Linked DNA regions of Mus musculus: region 1 is linked to region 2. A link is a contact called in public HiChIP or PLAC-seq data. All regions are on one chromosome and are shown on one strand. Each heading gives the region's core, a stretch centred on a gene start, on an enhancer-like site or on the middle of the called end of the contact. The rest is flanking DNA. Distances are from core to core; before and after follow the strand shown. Region 1 overlaps Ankrd31 (ankyrin repeat domain 31). Region 2 has its middle 7.3 kb from the start of Gm41028.

Region 1 (7,505 bases), core at 7-2,506, 130 kb before region 2:
TGCCACACAATATACTATCAATAGCCCAAGTTCTGTTTTCATTATAGGCTCACTCAAATAATGTAATATTCTGTTTTTAACAAAGGCAACCTGGAACTGTAGAGTTGTCTCAGAGGCTAGGAGCACTTGTTGCCCTTTCAGAGGATTGGGGTTCAATTCCCAGTTCCTACATGCTGACTCACAAGCATCTATAACTCCAGTCTTGGACATCCAAAGCCTTCCTATGATCTCTGGCACCAGGCGTGAAAGTGGTGCATATAAATTATTCAGCAAAAACACTCATCTACATAAAATAGTAAAAGTGGTAAATTTAAAACTATCTTAAAATCAAACTCATCTGAAATAAATGTCAGTTTCCTTATAAAGGAAACTATATCTCAAATACAGATTTTATTATACTTAAAGCTGATGCGCATTAAGAGAGGGAGTATCTTTTATATCCCATAGTCTATGATGAAAATCTTCTGTGTTAATATTTTTTTCTTTTTCTTATAGGGTGTCCATGGAGTCATTTAAGCATGGGGCCTTGAGAGAACAACTGGCTAACCTGGCCACGAGACAAAAGAGTCTTTTAGTTGTAGCAAAGAAACAGAAAAAGATAAGACTGAAAATTCAAAACTATAAGAATGCTACAGCAGTATCTGGTGTTGGTTTAAGAAAGCTGCCATGTAACTCAGACATCAGTAGTGACAAGAAGAGCCAGGAGCCTCCTACTATGGGAGACTCAGCACATGCCCAGCCAGGCTTACTCGCTCCTGTCAGTCTGGCTTACGGAAGCATGCAAGAAATACCATTGTCTCCTGAAATAGAGAGTGAGAGCCAGAAGATTAACATTTGTTTAAATGCAGAGGCAATAAGAAGAGAAGAATTCTCTGGAAATGACATAAATTCCAAACAAAATGTCCAGGATTGTACCTTGGGTGGGTTATTAAGATCTAAACCCACAGATGACGCTGAGAAAATTGCATCATCATCCCAACCTGCTGCTCTTACTCCTCACGCAGAAAACTCACAAGCAGAAGCTACAGTCAAAGGCTGTGGATTTGATAGTTCTGCACTAACTGGCACTATAAATATTTCAGAAGATAAAAGCATATTTTCCCCAAATGGTGCCTGTCTAGCAGCTGATCCTCACAGTCAGAAGCTTTCCCGCTGTAATCCGAAAAGAAGAAACAAGAAGACAGCTTCCCAGCAACCATCTGCGGGAGCTGCAGAGCCTCTGCCGCAGGCCCCTGCTGTCTTAGACACCTACACTGTGCATCAGACACTGCCATGTCTTAGAGACTCCGCTGCTGCTGCTTCACACACAGATAGCACTCAGAGCTCTCTTTCCTCTGCGTCTGCCCATCAACATCCTACTAAAACCGTTCCACACCGCAACACAACTCCCAGAAAGAAAGCTGTGCAGCTGAAAGACTTGATATTACGTGGAAGAATTAACCCAGGAAATAACATTCTCGAATTTAAAACACAGGTATTTTTTTTTCTCTAAAGTCTTTCAGATTTTATAAGTAGTGTTGGATAGCATAGTAGAGGCATAAAGGAAATAAGATTTGGCTGTGCTTTCTGAATGGAGGGACATACCCATTAAGAAGAAAATCCACAGTCATACCCTATTCTGAATTTGCCCTGATAGAATTTACTCATAAGCACCTTTGGTTCTCAACTACAGTCAGTCAATAATATTGTAGCAGGAAGAATTTAATAGCAAAGATAGGAAATTGTTGTTATTAGTTCCAAACTAGGTTCAAGAGCTACCAGTACAGTGCTAAGACATTCCCAGGTACATGTTAATTTTTCTTCCATAGAGGCTCAGTTTAGGACCACACTTCAGTAAGAAAGTTAGGACCACACTTTCAGTAAGAAACTTAACTAAAATATAATATATGCATAAAAGTGGGTGGTAAGAAAAGATTCTAATAGATGAACATATTTAAAAGCATTTAGTTTCTTCTTACTTTTTGAAAGAGGAATTTAGCGTGAAAAAGATTACCAAGTCTTTGAATATGCTTCTTAGCTTGTAGCCTGCTCTTTGAGAATCACCCCTGCCTAACCAGAATTTCACCTAAGTGACTGTGTTTCCTGCTCTTCTCATCCCTGGACAAAGGCTTTTCCTGCTCCCGAGGCTTTCCTTACACACTAAGAACAAGTTTACTATTACGGTTCTGAGCTCATTTCTTTCAATGTTCTAGTTTGCCTGACAACCACTTTGATAAGTAAAAACTACATTATCCAGAGCACATCAATTTTTAGCAGGTTAGTTATAGTTACCCAGATTTTGACAGTTGTAGCTACTTCTCCGGATCAGCTTAATGAATCTTCAGTAGTGTTTAGTGGGGTATAATTTGTGTACAACACACTATGCATATTCAAAGCATACTATCTGACAAGCATGACATATGTACTTACCTGTGAAATTCTGTCCACAAACAATAAACTATCCATCTGCTCCTGATGCTTCTTAGAGCCTGCTTTATCTCTCTTCCTGCCTCGGACAGCTGATGCTGTGCTTTGTGCTTCTCTTTTGCATCTCTAAGAATTTGAATTGTCTCTTTAAGCCCCCACTCTTACTCTCTAGCCTCCTTCTCTCTCTCCCTTCCCCTTCTCTCTTTCTACCTTCTCTCCTTTCTCCCTGCCTTTCTACAATAAAGCTCTAAAACCATTAAAAGAAGAAAAAGAAAAAGAAATTGAATTGTGAGAATTATACTTTACATATTAATTTTTGTAAACTCTTTTCTTGTAGTCTTAATTATTTAAGATTCGCCTTTTTCATTCCCTTTTCATTTCTAGGTAGTGGTTTGTTTTACCTGATACGATAGTGTCTTAGTCAGGGTTTCTCCTGCTGTGGACAAAACACCTTGACCAAAAAGCAAGTTAGGGAGAAAAAGGTTTATTTGGCTTATACTTCCAGATCAGAGTCTGTCATTGGAAGAAGTCAAAACAAGAACTCATAGATATTTATGTTGTTTCCAGCTGTTAGCTTTTATATATAAAGCTAGTATGAATTTTCTTATGCAGGTTTTGTATGAAATAGACTTTCATTTTTCTTGGGTAAGTATCTATAAATGGAGTTACTGAATCCTAAGTTAGGTATACATTTACCCTTTAAGGAAATTGCCAAAGTTATTTATAAAATCTGATGCATGCACCAACCTTTTGTGCATGTGCGTGAGAGCTCTAGTGGCTGCACATCACCAGTGCTTAGTATGGTCAGCCCTCTAATTCTATCCTTGCTAACATATAGTGTGGCTATATTGTGTGTGCGATAGCGTGTGTGTGTGTGTGTGTGTGTGTGTGTGTGTGTGTGTGTGTGTGTGTGTACTGCTTCATCATTATGTCATTATGGTTTTAATTTGCATGTCCACAATTAACGGTGTTGAACATATTTTCTTGTGCTATTGACCATGCTTTTTTTTTTTTTTCTTGGTTTTTCCAGACAGGGTTTCTCTGTGTAGCCCTGGCTGTCCTAGAACTCACTCTGTAGACCAGGCTGGCCTCGAACTCAGAAATCTACCTGCCTCTGCCTCCCGAGTCCTGAGATTAAAGGCATGCACCACCACTGCCGGGTGGGTGACCATGCATATTTACTTTTTGGTTCAGGTATTGGTTGGTTCAGATCCGTTGCTCATTTTTCTTTTTTCCTTTTCTTTTAAATTTTATTTAATCTTTTTTTACAGTCCAGATTTTATTCCCCTCCCTCCCAGTCTACCCTCTTGACTGTTCCTCATTCAGTACCTCCCCATCCCATCCCTCATCTCCATGAGGATGGCCCCACCCCCACCCCACCCACCAGAGTTCCTCCCACTCCCTGTGGCCTCCAGTCTCTTGAGGGTTAGGTGCATCTTCTCTGACTAAGTTCAAACCCAGCAGCCCTCTGCCATATATGTGTTGGGGTCCTCATACCACCTGGTGTATGCTGCCTGGTTGGTGGTCCAGTGTTTGAGAGACCTCAGGGGTCCAGGTTAATTGAGACTGCTGGTCCTCCTACAGGGTCGCCCTACTCCTCAGATTCTTCCAGCGTTTCCCTAATTGAACCACAGAGATCAGCAGCTTCTGTCCATTGGTTAGATGTAGATATCTGCACCTGACTCTTTCAACTGCTCTGTTGGGTCTTTTGGAGGGCAGTCATGATAAGCCCCTTTTTGTGAGCACTCCATAGCCTCAGTAATAGTGTCAGGCCTTGGGGCCTCCCCTTGCACTGGATCCCAATCTGGGTCTGTCGCTGGACCTCCTTTTCCTCAGCTGCTTCTCCATCTTTGTCCCTGCAGCTCTTTCAAACAGGAACACTTCTGGGTCAGAGTTTTTGACTGTGGGATGGCAACCCCATTCCTCACTTGATGTCCTGTCTTTCTGCTGGAGGTGGGCTCTACAGGTTCCCTCTCCCCACTATAGGACATTTCATCTAAGGTCCCTCCCTTTGAGTTCTGAGAATCTTTCACCTCCCAGGTCTCTGGTACATTCTGGAGTTTCCGCCCCACCTCCTACCTCACAAGGTTGCCTGTTTCTATTCTTTCTGCTGGTCTCAGGCTTCAGTCCTGTCCGCCCCCCCCTCCCCCATCACCCTCCAGAATACTTGATCATGCTCCCCTCTTCCCCTCTCTGTCCCCTTTCACACCCAGCCCCTCCCCCACCCCACGCCTCGTGGTTGGTTGCTTTCTTTTCCCTCCCAAGTGGAGTTGAGGCATCCTCACTTGGACTCTTCGGTTTGTTAACCTTCTTGAGTTCTGTTGATTGTATCCTGGGTATTCTGTAGGGTTTTTGTTTTTGTTTTGTTTTGTTTTTTGGCTAATATCCACTTATTAGTGAGTATATACCATGCATGTCCTTTTGGGTCTGAGTTACCTCACTCAAGATGATATTTTCTAGTGCCATCCATTTGCCTGCAAAACTCAAGATATCCTTGTTCTCAATAGCTGTGTAGTATTCCATTGTGTAAATGAACCACATTCTTCTGTTGTGGAACATCTGGATTGTTTCCAGCTTCTGGCTATCACAAACAAGGCTGCTTTGAACATAGTGGAACATGTGCCCGTGTGGCAGGGTGGGGCATCTTTTGGGTATGTGCCCAAGAGTGGTATAGCTAGGTCTTCAGGTAGATCTGTTTCCAATTTTCTGAGGAATCTCCAGATTGATTTCCAGAATGGTTGTACCAGGCTGCAATTCCACCAGCAATGGAGGGGTGTTTCTCTTTCTTCACATCCTTGCCAACATGTGCTGTCACCTAAGGTTTTGATCTTAGTCATTCTGATTGGTGTAATATAGAATCGTTTCTTTAGGTGCTTCTCAGCCATTTGAGATTCCTATGTTGTAAATTCTGTTCAGTTATATGCCCCATTTTTTTTGATTGGGTTGTTTGGTTTCTTGGTGGTTAGCTTCTTGAGTTCTTTATATATTTTGGATATTGGCCCTCTTGTCTGCTGTGGGGTTATTCATGAAGATATTTTTCCCAATCTGTAGGTTGCAATTTGCCTTACAGAAGCTTTCCAGTTTCATGAAGAAATTCATTTATCAATTCTTGATCATAGAGCATGAGCCATTGGAGTTTTGCTTAGGAAATTTCCCCCTGTGTCAATGAAGTCAAGGATCTTTCCCACTTTCTCTTCTATTAGATTCAGTGCATCTGGTTTTATATGGAGGTCCTTGATCCACTTGGACTTGAACTTTGTGCAAGGTGACAAATATGAATCTATATTCATTTTTCTACATACAGACTGCCAGTTAGACCAGCACCACTTATTGACTATGCTTTCTTTTTTCCATTGTATATTTTTGTCTTCTTTGTCAAAGATCGAGTGACCGTAAGTCTGTTGTTTTATTTCTGGGTCTTCAGTTCTATTCCATTGATCAGTGTGTCTGTCTCTGTACCAATACCATGCAGTTTTTATCAGTATTGTTCTGTAGTACAGCTTGTGGTAAGGAATGGTAATTCCCCCAGCCATTCTTTTATTGTTAAGTATTGTTTTCGCTATTCTGGGTTTTTTGCTTTTCCAGATGAATTTGAGAATTGCTCTTTCCATGTTTTTGAAGAATTGAGTTGGAATTTTGATGGGGATTGTGTTGAATCTGTAGATTGCCTTTGGTAGGATGGCCATTTTTACTATGTTAATTCTGCCAATCCATGAACATGGGAGATCTCTTCATTTTCTGAGATCTTCAATTTCTTCGTTGAGATCTTTCACTTGTTTGGTTAGAGTTTACACCAAGATATTTTACATTATTTGTGGCTATTGTGAAGGGTGTTGTTTCCCTAATTTCTTTCTCAGCCTGTTTATCATTTATATAAAGGAGGGCTAATGATTTATGTGAATTAATTTTATATCCAGCCATTTTGCTGAAGTTGTTTATCAGCTGTAGAAGTTCTCTGGTAGAATTTTTGGAATCACTTATGTATATTATCCTATCATCTACAAATAGTAATACCTTTATTTCTTCTTTGCTAATTTGTTTTCCCTTGACCTCTTTTTGTTTATTTATTGCTCTGGCTAGAACTTCGAGTACTATATTGAATAGACATGGGGAGAGTGGGCATTCTTGTCTTGTCCCTGATTTTCGTGGGATTGCTTCAAGTATGATATTTAAAAATTGTTTGTATTAGTAGGTTCTCCTCTAAGATCCATAGACTCAGTAACCACAATGGTTAGGTAAGTTTCCAGTACCGGGCATGATTTCCCTCCTGTTGAACAGACTTTAGTTCCAGTTAGACAGCTCTTGATTAGTGCCCTTTTGCACCTTTGGGAGTATCTTTCAGGATTGGTCATTTTTTTGATTCATAGATATCAACAGCTAGGTAGGACTGTTGGTTGTTTCCCTGCCTTGTCCGCTTGCATAGCACCTTCTGATACTATGAAAGCTAGCCTCAGCAAGGAGGCTTTCAAGTCAGATCCCTGTCAAATCTTGCAAGTCCTGTGTCCAAAGTTGTAGCTGTCCAGCAACCATCTATGAACTGGGTAAATTTTCAGCTCTGCGTTTATATAGGGAAAACCCAAAGACCCATCCTTTGTTTCAGCTGGATTGAGTTGCAAAGCAAGCTCAGCAGGTAGTCAACTCCTCAAAGCTCTGTTAGGAAATTGCAAATGTGAGGCCAGGGGACTCCAGCTAGGTTGTAAAACCATTTGTGTTTGTTTAGCCTACTCAAGGCTAGGGGAAGGCACACAACAAACATGGTATCTTAGGGACATAACCTTCAACCTCTGGGAGACAACTAAGGGCAACAGCAATAGTCTGTGTTGTCTGAAGTGTCTCTTGGACTACCCTGACTAACAACTCAAAAAGAGGTTTCATTCAAGGTGTGTGTGTGTGTGTGTGTGTGTGTGTGTGTGTGTGTGTGTGTGTGTTACTCATTCCCACTCCTTTTCTTTCTGTATTGACCTCCCTCCTTGCTAAGCTGTCTTAGTTAGGGTTTTACTGCTGTGAACAGACACCATGACCAAGGCAAGTCTTATAAAAACAACATTTAATTGGGGCTGGCTTACAGGTTCAGAGGTTAAGTCCATTATCATCAAGGT
Region 2 (7,127 bases), core at 1,712-4,211:
TTATCAATAAGATCTCTACCTCGGATTGAATTGTGCCTTGTAAAATCTCAGAGTTATAAAAAGATAAAAAGTATCCATTGATACTTTTGATTTCAAAAGCAAGCACCGAATATAAGTAACAAAACAGCTAAGCAACGTCAAACTTAGCTCTGTGAAGGGTAGAGACAGCTCTCTTGTGTTTATATAAAGACACACAGGAAGGATATATTTTTTTTAAAACTAATACAATTGTGACATAGGACAGGGAACTTTATGGTCAGGCAAGGGAAGAAGTCACCTCAGGGCACATATATCTCTATACCTGCCTTGATTTTTAATGTGTCTCATCTACTTAAACCACACTTTACGACTCAATAAAAGTTAACCCACTTTCCCCAAGAGCTCCAGTGAACAGCAAAGAATTCAGAGGCAAACCCCTGAGAAGCAATTGACGTTGTCCCAGAAAAAACTAGAGTGTCTAACAAAGGCTCAATATGGTTCACTCACATCAAAACCAAGGGGTTGAAATCAAAGGATTTGTGATGTGAGTGCGTGTGAGGTGTGTGTGGTGTGTGTGTGATATGTGTGTGTGGGGTATGTGTGTGTGTGTGGGAGTATGTATGTGTGTGTGTGATATGTGTGGTGTGTGTGAGAGAGAGAGATGTGTGGGGTATGTGTGTGTGTGAGAGAGAGAGGTGTGTGTGATGTATGTGGGATATTGTGTGTATATGTGTGATGTGTGTGATGTTTGTGATATGTGGGGGTGTGTGATGTATGGAGGAGTGTGTGTGATATATGAGGGGAGTGTGTGTGACATGTGTGCGTGGGGTGTGATCTGTGTGTGTGTGTGTGTGTGTGTGTGTGTGTGTGTGTGGTGTGAGCTATAAGTAAAAGAACAATGAATGGTGTCAGCACACTGGAATCCTAAATTAGAGGATAGCCTGACACTCTGTAGGGAAGCTGCTGGGTGGGTGTGATTGGAGGGCGATTGTTTATGTTCACCATCCCATCTGCATTTGTTTGAAAGGGGGAAATTACAAAAAAAAAAAAAAATACTGCAGGAGCAAGCAGGGTAAATATGCAGAGTCTACACAGCACGCAGGCCGGAAGTCTTCCTCATGAAGACATCCATCTGACATCCTTTCTTCAGATAGGCTTGAACATCTCTTTATAAATGCAAAGCAAACTCTATGAAATGCAAACATTAAAATCTGAGCAATTTGAAATTATTCAGATTTATCACTTTATAAAAATTCCAATTTTGTCGTGGCCAGCCTGGTCTACAAAGTGAGTTCCAGGACAGCCAAGGCTATACAGAGAAACCCTGTCTCGGGGGGAAAAAAAAACAATTTTGGGCTAGAGAGATGGCTCAGCTATTAAAGACTAGGCTCACAACTAAAACTACACTCCAATTTACCAGAAAGCCATAGACATTAAAGTGACAGAGGGCTCCCAAAGCAAGCTGGTTAGCAAGGCTAGTAGCCATAATCAATTAGCTCTGAGTTTGGTTAAAGACCCTGTAGGGCATGTGGGACCTTGTGACCAGACAGGCATAAGAATGGTAAGGTTGAATGAACTCAGACCCTTTGAGAACAGGAGTGGAGCCATCCCCTGCCTACCTCTGTCTGTACTGGAACCATGATACCCCACTGAGGACCATGGCGCTGCTGGATCGTGTAACATAAACATCTGGAGTTCTCCATGCCAATGAGGATAGATAGCCCCCCCCCCCCCCAAGTATTCAGCCAGTGAGCTTACCCCTTCCTGGGTATTCCTTCCCACAGAAGGTATTTTATCCCTGAATAAAGGGTATGCCTTCACATCCACGGTCAAATAAACCAGTATTAACAAGCAAGGATCATCTTCTCTTTAGGATCGCCATGGGAAATCGGGCGTGGCGGCGCACGCCTTTAATCCCAGCACTTGAGAGGCAGAGGCAGGCGGACTTCTGAGTTCCAGTCTGGTCTACAGACTGAGTTCCAGGACTGCCAGGACTACACAGAGAAACCCTGACTCCGGGGGAAAAAAGGGATCGCCATGGGAAGGCTTTCATCTTAAAGAGCCGAACCTAAAACTCCCGAGGAAGGCTTTTCTCTTTCAGCCCCTTCGGTACTTTCCACCCTCCACACTCACTCCGATCAGGTTCCGCCCAGTTCCTGGCTCTGCCTTTCCCCTCCCTGTCTGACACGCAGTCCTCCTGGGAGGGAAAGTTAAATGAACCCCTTGTTCCCCACTCCCTACGGTTCCCAGAGAGGAGATGGGAACCTCTGTGTACTTTCCACTTCGGACTTACCGCCGCCTTCTGATAGTGATCGGAGCACATCCCACCCCCACCCCCACAGAGAAACAGGATTCGACAGGACCCCGTCCCATTGAATAAGGGGGAAGGACGATGGGAGAAAATTCTGAAAACAGTTCTGGCTTCCATAATGCGCTCATATCCACTTACATGCACACCTCCACATGTTCCCCATACATGTAAACATGCATATACGTGGAGAAAGAAAAATGCTTTCTAAAGATTAGAAGGTACATGAGATATAGTAAATTATGTCATTCTTATGCACATGTGTTGGAAACTGATTCTAATGCTTTATCTTACTTCAGCTCCCAAAAGCCGCACATCCAGACCTGAGCATCGCTGCCCCCAGCTGGCTTCGATTGATAATAAAGAATTGCCATACAGCCAATGGCTGGACAAGGAGATGGGGCAGGACTTTTAGATTGCACGGGCAAGGGACATAGAGAGGGGGAGAAGACAATCGCCATGACTCAGAGGGAAAGGGATCAGATTTAAGAGCTGCAGAAAAACAATCATCCGGCAATGCAGGTGGAAAGGAGGCGGGGGGGGGGGTGGGGGGGGGGGAGGACTTCTTCCCAGAAGGCAACAAGGCAGCAAAGATAAAACATAGATTTAGAAGGTGTTAAGCCAGGAATAATCCTGACGAGTTGCTTTTAGCTAGCTCCATCTAGAGGTGAGAAAAAAAATAATTGCCCGTGTATTGGAGAGACTAGGAATTAGATCCCTGACAGGCAAATAGAGGCGAGTGCCACAAATAGAAAAACAAAAACAAAAACCAGAACATTTCCAGCCTTTCCACCGCCCTCCGCACCAGAAGCAACGGCCTGGCAGCTTGAGACAAGCATCTGGCAGGCTTTTTCTCTCCCCAGTAAGGTTTCACCTCGCACTCCCGTGGCCATTCCAGGCTGATCAGATAAACTGAAAGCCTGTCTGGGCGTGCTTCACTAAAGCTGCGGGCCTTCCTCCGTCTAAACAGAGCAATTCTTAATTAGGGGAAAAGAACCATCCTTAACCAAGAAAAAAATCACTTAAACGCAGAGTTATCCCGGGAAAGGGAGCCGTGTCATCTCCCTGCACTCCCGCGGACTACTTGGGTCCCTTGCTGTGTGTCTCTCCTTCTTTGTCTCCAACTGGAACAAACTGTTTACTGAGGTGCCTGTTTAACACATCACAGCAACATCCTTCAGTCCCTACGTGTTACAGGATCCTTCTGGCTGACAAACCCTACCCCCTACCGTAAACTTCTCCAGCTCAGAAGCTGGGCTGCCCTTCCTTCCCCTCGGTGGGCTTCCCTATATAATGCAGCCATTTTGATTACCAGGGCTTTTGTCTACCCTTTACTCTCCTGGCTCTCTCTCCCCTCTCCCCTCTCCCCTCTCCCCTCTCCCCTCTCCCCTCTCTCCTCTCCCCTCTCTCCTCTCTCCTCTCTCCTCTCTCCTCTCCTCTCCTCTCCCCTCTTCCCTCACAAGTTCCTGCTCAGAAACTTGTCAGCTTTGAACCCTCCCAGAAGTCCTTGCCTCTGTCTATGCTATCTACAATAAACTTTCTTCACCATATTTAAAATCAGTGGCGTTCTTCCAACTTTTTTTTAAAGATTATTTATTTTATGTATGTGAGTACACTGTAGCTGTCTTCAAAGAACACCAGAAGAGGGCATTGGATCCCATGAGCCACCATGTGGTTGCTAGGAATTGAACTCAGGACTTCTGGAAGAGCAGTGAGTGCTCTTAACCACTAACCCATCTCTCTAGCCCCGTGTTCTTCCTTTTATTTATTTTTTATTTACTTTGTAATTTTTCCTACATGTGGTGACAAAGCCCAGGATTGGCATATATCAGTTCCCTTCCACAGAGTTCAGCCTCTCCGAACCAAGCTGCTGATCTGACTCCCTGACGACGTGTATACAGATCATCTGTTTCTTCTCGCGTCTGTCATCCATCAAATTGTACCCCAATTTCTAAAGTCTGTCTTCTCAGCTACTTCTCCCCTCCACGTGTTCTAACAATTCCTCTCCTTGTCTATGTCATGATTGTATCTCCAGCTCTAGAGCAGTGGGTTCCACCCTTCCTAATGCTGAAACTCTTTAATACATGTTGTTGTGACCCCCCAACCATAACGTTATTTTCACTGCCACTTCATAACTGTAATTTTGCTATTTGTAAATATCTGCTATACAGGATGTGTTTTCATTTTTAAAGCTGAGCAAAATTAAAGCAGAGTGATTAATTACAAAATATGTAATTATATATCATGAAATACTTCTAATTACAAAAAAAATGAAATTTTATCCTAAAGCATGGTGTAGCATGGGGTAACAGTCTTAAACTAATAATAGCAAACTACCTTGCTACATTTTGCAACAGTATATATAAAAGAGCAATGTCAGTGGGAAGGTTGAGATTGCTTCTTTCCCACCAGAAACTCTGGGAGTCTTTGCAAGAGCACAATGAAGATCAACTTTTACAAGTCTATGTCTATATTTAGACATGCTAACCATCAAGCTATAAAAAGCTGTCTCACAAAGATATATTGTTGGAAATGGAGGAGGCAGGGCAAACACTTTCTCAGACAGAATGTGATATGACTGGAAACACTTGGTCAAGAAGTTTGTAAGCGGCATTGCGGAGAGCTTAGTTCTTGTTGCACCCCTGTTAACGACTTTAATTAAGTTGTTGCTTCTTGTGTTGCTCAGGAATATCTTCAGCTTTGACCGTGAGTGGTTTTCTGGTGAGTACAAACAGGACATCTGGTATATTGAAAACAATGCAAGGAAATTTCATCTACAAGCATGTCCAAGTGTTCTTTCACAGAAATTATCATGGTAATCTTTTTATCTGATTCAAGGTCATGTTCCTCAAAGAACACAGATATGTAGGCATCATGGTTTTGTGCACTGTGTGATGATTTTCTTGTCCTATTCAGTGCTGACTTCTCTGCCCCCATATTTAGTTCCAATGGGACACAGCACTGTAATGCTTATTCCAAGTAGCTCCTGTTTCAAGTTTCTATAAACATTGTTCCTTATTTATTCTCTGACTTGTCAGTAAAGTTGATCAACCAATAACTGAGCAGAAGAGAGAATAGTGATGGGCTTCCACCAGTCTAGGGGAGGAAGAGAGACAGGAGAAGACCAAACCATTAGGAGAGGTATAAATTAATTATTCTTAATATAAATGTAGGCAGTGAGTTAATCAAACAGCTGTATTTCTTTACCTTATGCTAGTCACCAATAACCACACACACACACACACACACACACACACACACAATTCATTCAAAACTGTGCCCCAATAGCTAAGCAGTTGAATGATCTACCTTAGCATCCTATACTAATCGGGCTACCTCCCAGCCCCACCCCATGATACTTACATATTATGATAGATCTGGCTCTTCAGGCTTAGGTGTGTTTCTGTGATCTCTCTCAGGGTAGAGGTTTGGTCTTTTGCTATGCATTGTAATGCTAAATGCTGGCCCCCAAGACCTGGTTGCCCCCAGGAGTGAGAGAATCTGCATGTACACAAAGTAATGCTATGTGATCGAGCTCCCTAATTTAAAACTGTTAGTTAAACCGGGCTTGGTGGCGCACGCCTTTAATCCCAGGACTTGGGAGGCAGAGGCAGGTGGATTTCTGAGTTCGAGGCCAGCCTGGTCTACAGAGTGAGTTCCAGGACAGCCAGGGCTACACAGAGAAACCCTGTCTCGAAAAACCAAAATAATAAATAAGTAAAATAAAGCTGTTGGTTAAATAAAGATGCCAACAACCCATAGCTGGACAGAAGAGAGGTAGTTAGGGTTTTGATTGCCAGGCTGGGGGTCTGAAGAGGATCATGAAGAAAAATAAAAGAGGTGGAGAGAGGAGAAGAGACCATGGGGTAGGTGAGTCATGAAAACATAGCCACGAGGGAGTCATTTGGAGTTAAGAGCTGCTCGATGGAACATGGCAGGTTATAACTTGGGGTTATTGATGGGAAAGTAGATTCTAGTAGCTTAGTGGATAGATATCTGCCCAGCTCTAGTGCATTAAAGTCTTGTTAGAAATATAAACATTGGCCGGGCAGTAGTGGTGCACACCTTTAATCCCAGCACTTGGGAGGCAGAGGCAGGCGGATTTCTGAGTTTGAGGCCAGCCTGTGAGTTCCAGGACAGCCAGGGCTACACAGAGAAACCCTATCTCGAAAAAACAAACAAACAAAAAATAAACATTGTATGTCTTTTATCTGGGGATGATCAAAGTGGTTAAAATGATCAGAATGATCAAAGGTGGTGTACTGGCTGGTTTTGTGTGTCAGCATGACACAAGCTGGAGTTATCACAGAGAAAGGAGCTTCAGTTGAGGAAATGCCTCCATGAGATCCAGCTGTAAAGCATTTTCTCAATCAAGGGGGAAAGGCCCATTGTGGGTGGTGGCATCCCTGGCCTGGTACTCTTGGGGTCTATAAGAAAGCAAGCTGAGCAAGCCAGGGGAAGCAAGCCAGTAAAGAACATCCCTCCATGGCCTGACTTCCTTTGGTGATGAATAGCAATGTGGAATGTGTAAGCTGAATAAACCCTTTCCTCCCCAACTTGCTTCTTGGTTATGATTTTTGTGCAGGAATAGAAACCCTGACTAAGACAGGTGGGGTAGAAATCCCCGATTGAGACTAATAAATAGTAGAACAGTTCAGACCCCTTCTTCATGGCTCCAATTCCTCCATCCCCCCCCCCCCCCCCCCCCCCCCCCCCCCGGCTGATCTGACTCTCCCCTCTCTCCCTCCCTCCTTTGGATGATGTAAGTCCTGCCCACTTTCTATTCTGCCCAGCCATTTGGGTGATCAGAACTGTTTACACAAACCTGAAACAGGAGTTT

Evidence for each region. HiChIP or PLAC-seq counts read pairs in DNA pulled down with a chosen protein or histone mark.
Region 1: an H3K4me3 HiChIP or PLAC-seq map of forebrain shows a contact between it and region 2, with 5 times the contacts expected there. The contact joins two enhancer-like sites. A contact is called at or near these places in 1 of 39 promoter capture datasets (hippocampal neurons), 4 of 15 datasets of contacts at CTCF or cohesin (CD8 T cells, the NIH/3T3 cell line and large pre-B cells), 17 of 484 Hi-C or Micro-C datasets (the 63-12 cell line, B cells, the BV-2 cell line and 12 more), 24 of 115 datasets of contacts at active chromatin or transcription factors (the NIH/3T3 cell line, acute myeloid leukemia, bone marrow-derived macrophages and 12 more) and 1 of 9 other capture datasets (embryonic stem cells).

The regions. Positions count from the first base shown.
Region 1 is chr13:96,877,650-96,885,154 of GRCm38.p6, forward strand. It overlaps Ankrd31 (ankyrin repeat domain 31), which reads left to right. Exons shown (of 26, transcript NM_001370928.1): 23 at 496-1,474. Among named protein-coding and RNA genes, the nearest start is that of Gcnt4, 43 kb to the right of the region's middle. Within about 2 kb of position 1,257, at least 22 of the 459 cell types and tissues checked have an H3K27ac peak or open chromatin away from gene starts, as enhancers often do. A contact at or near this core is called in cerebral cortex, cortical neurons, forebrain and 1 more, where this site is marked.
Region 2 is chr13:97,005,435-97,012,561 of GRCm38.p6, forward strand. No RefSeq gene overlaps it. Among named protein-coding and RNA genes, the nearest start is that of Gm41028, 7.3 kb to the right of the region's middle. Within about 2 kb of position 2,962, at least 157 of the 459 cell types and tissues checked have an H3K27ac peak or open chromatin away from gene starts, as enhancers often do. A contact at or near this core is called in cerebral cortex, cortical neurons, forebrain and 1 more, where this site is marked.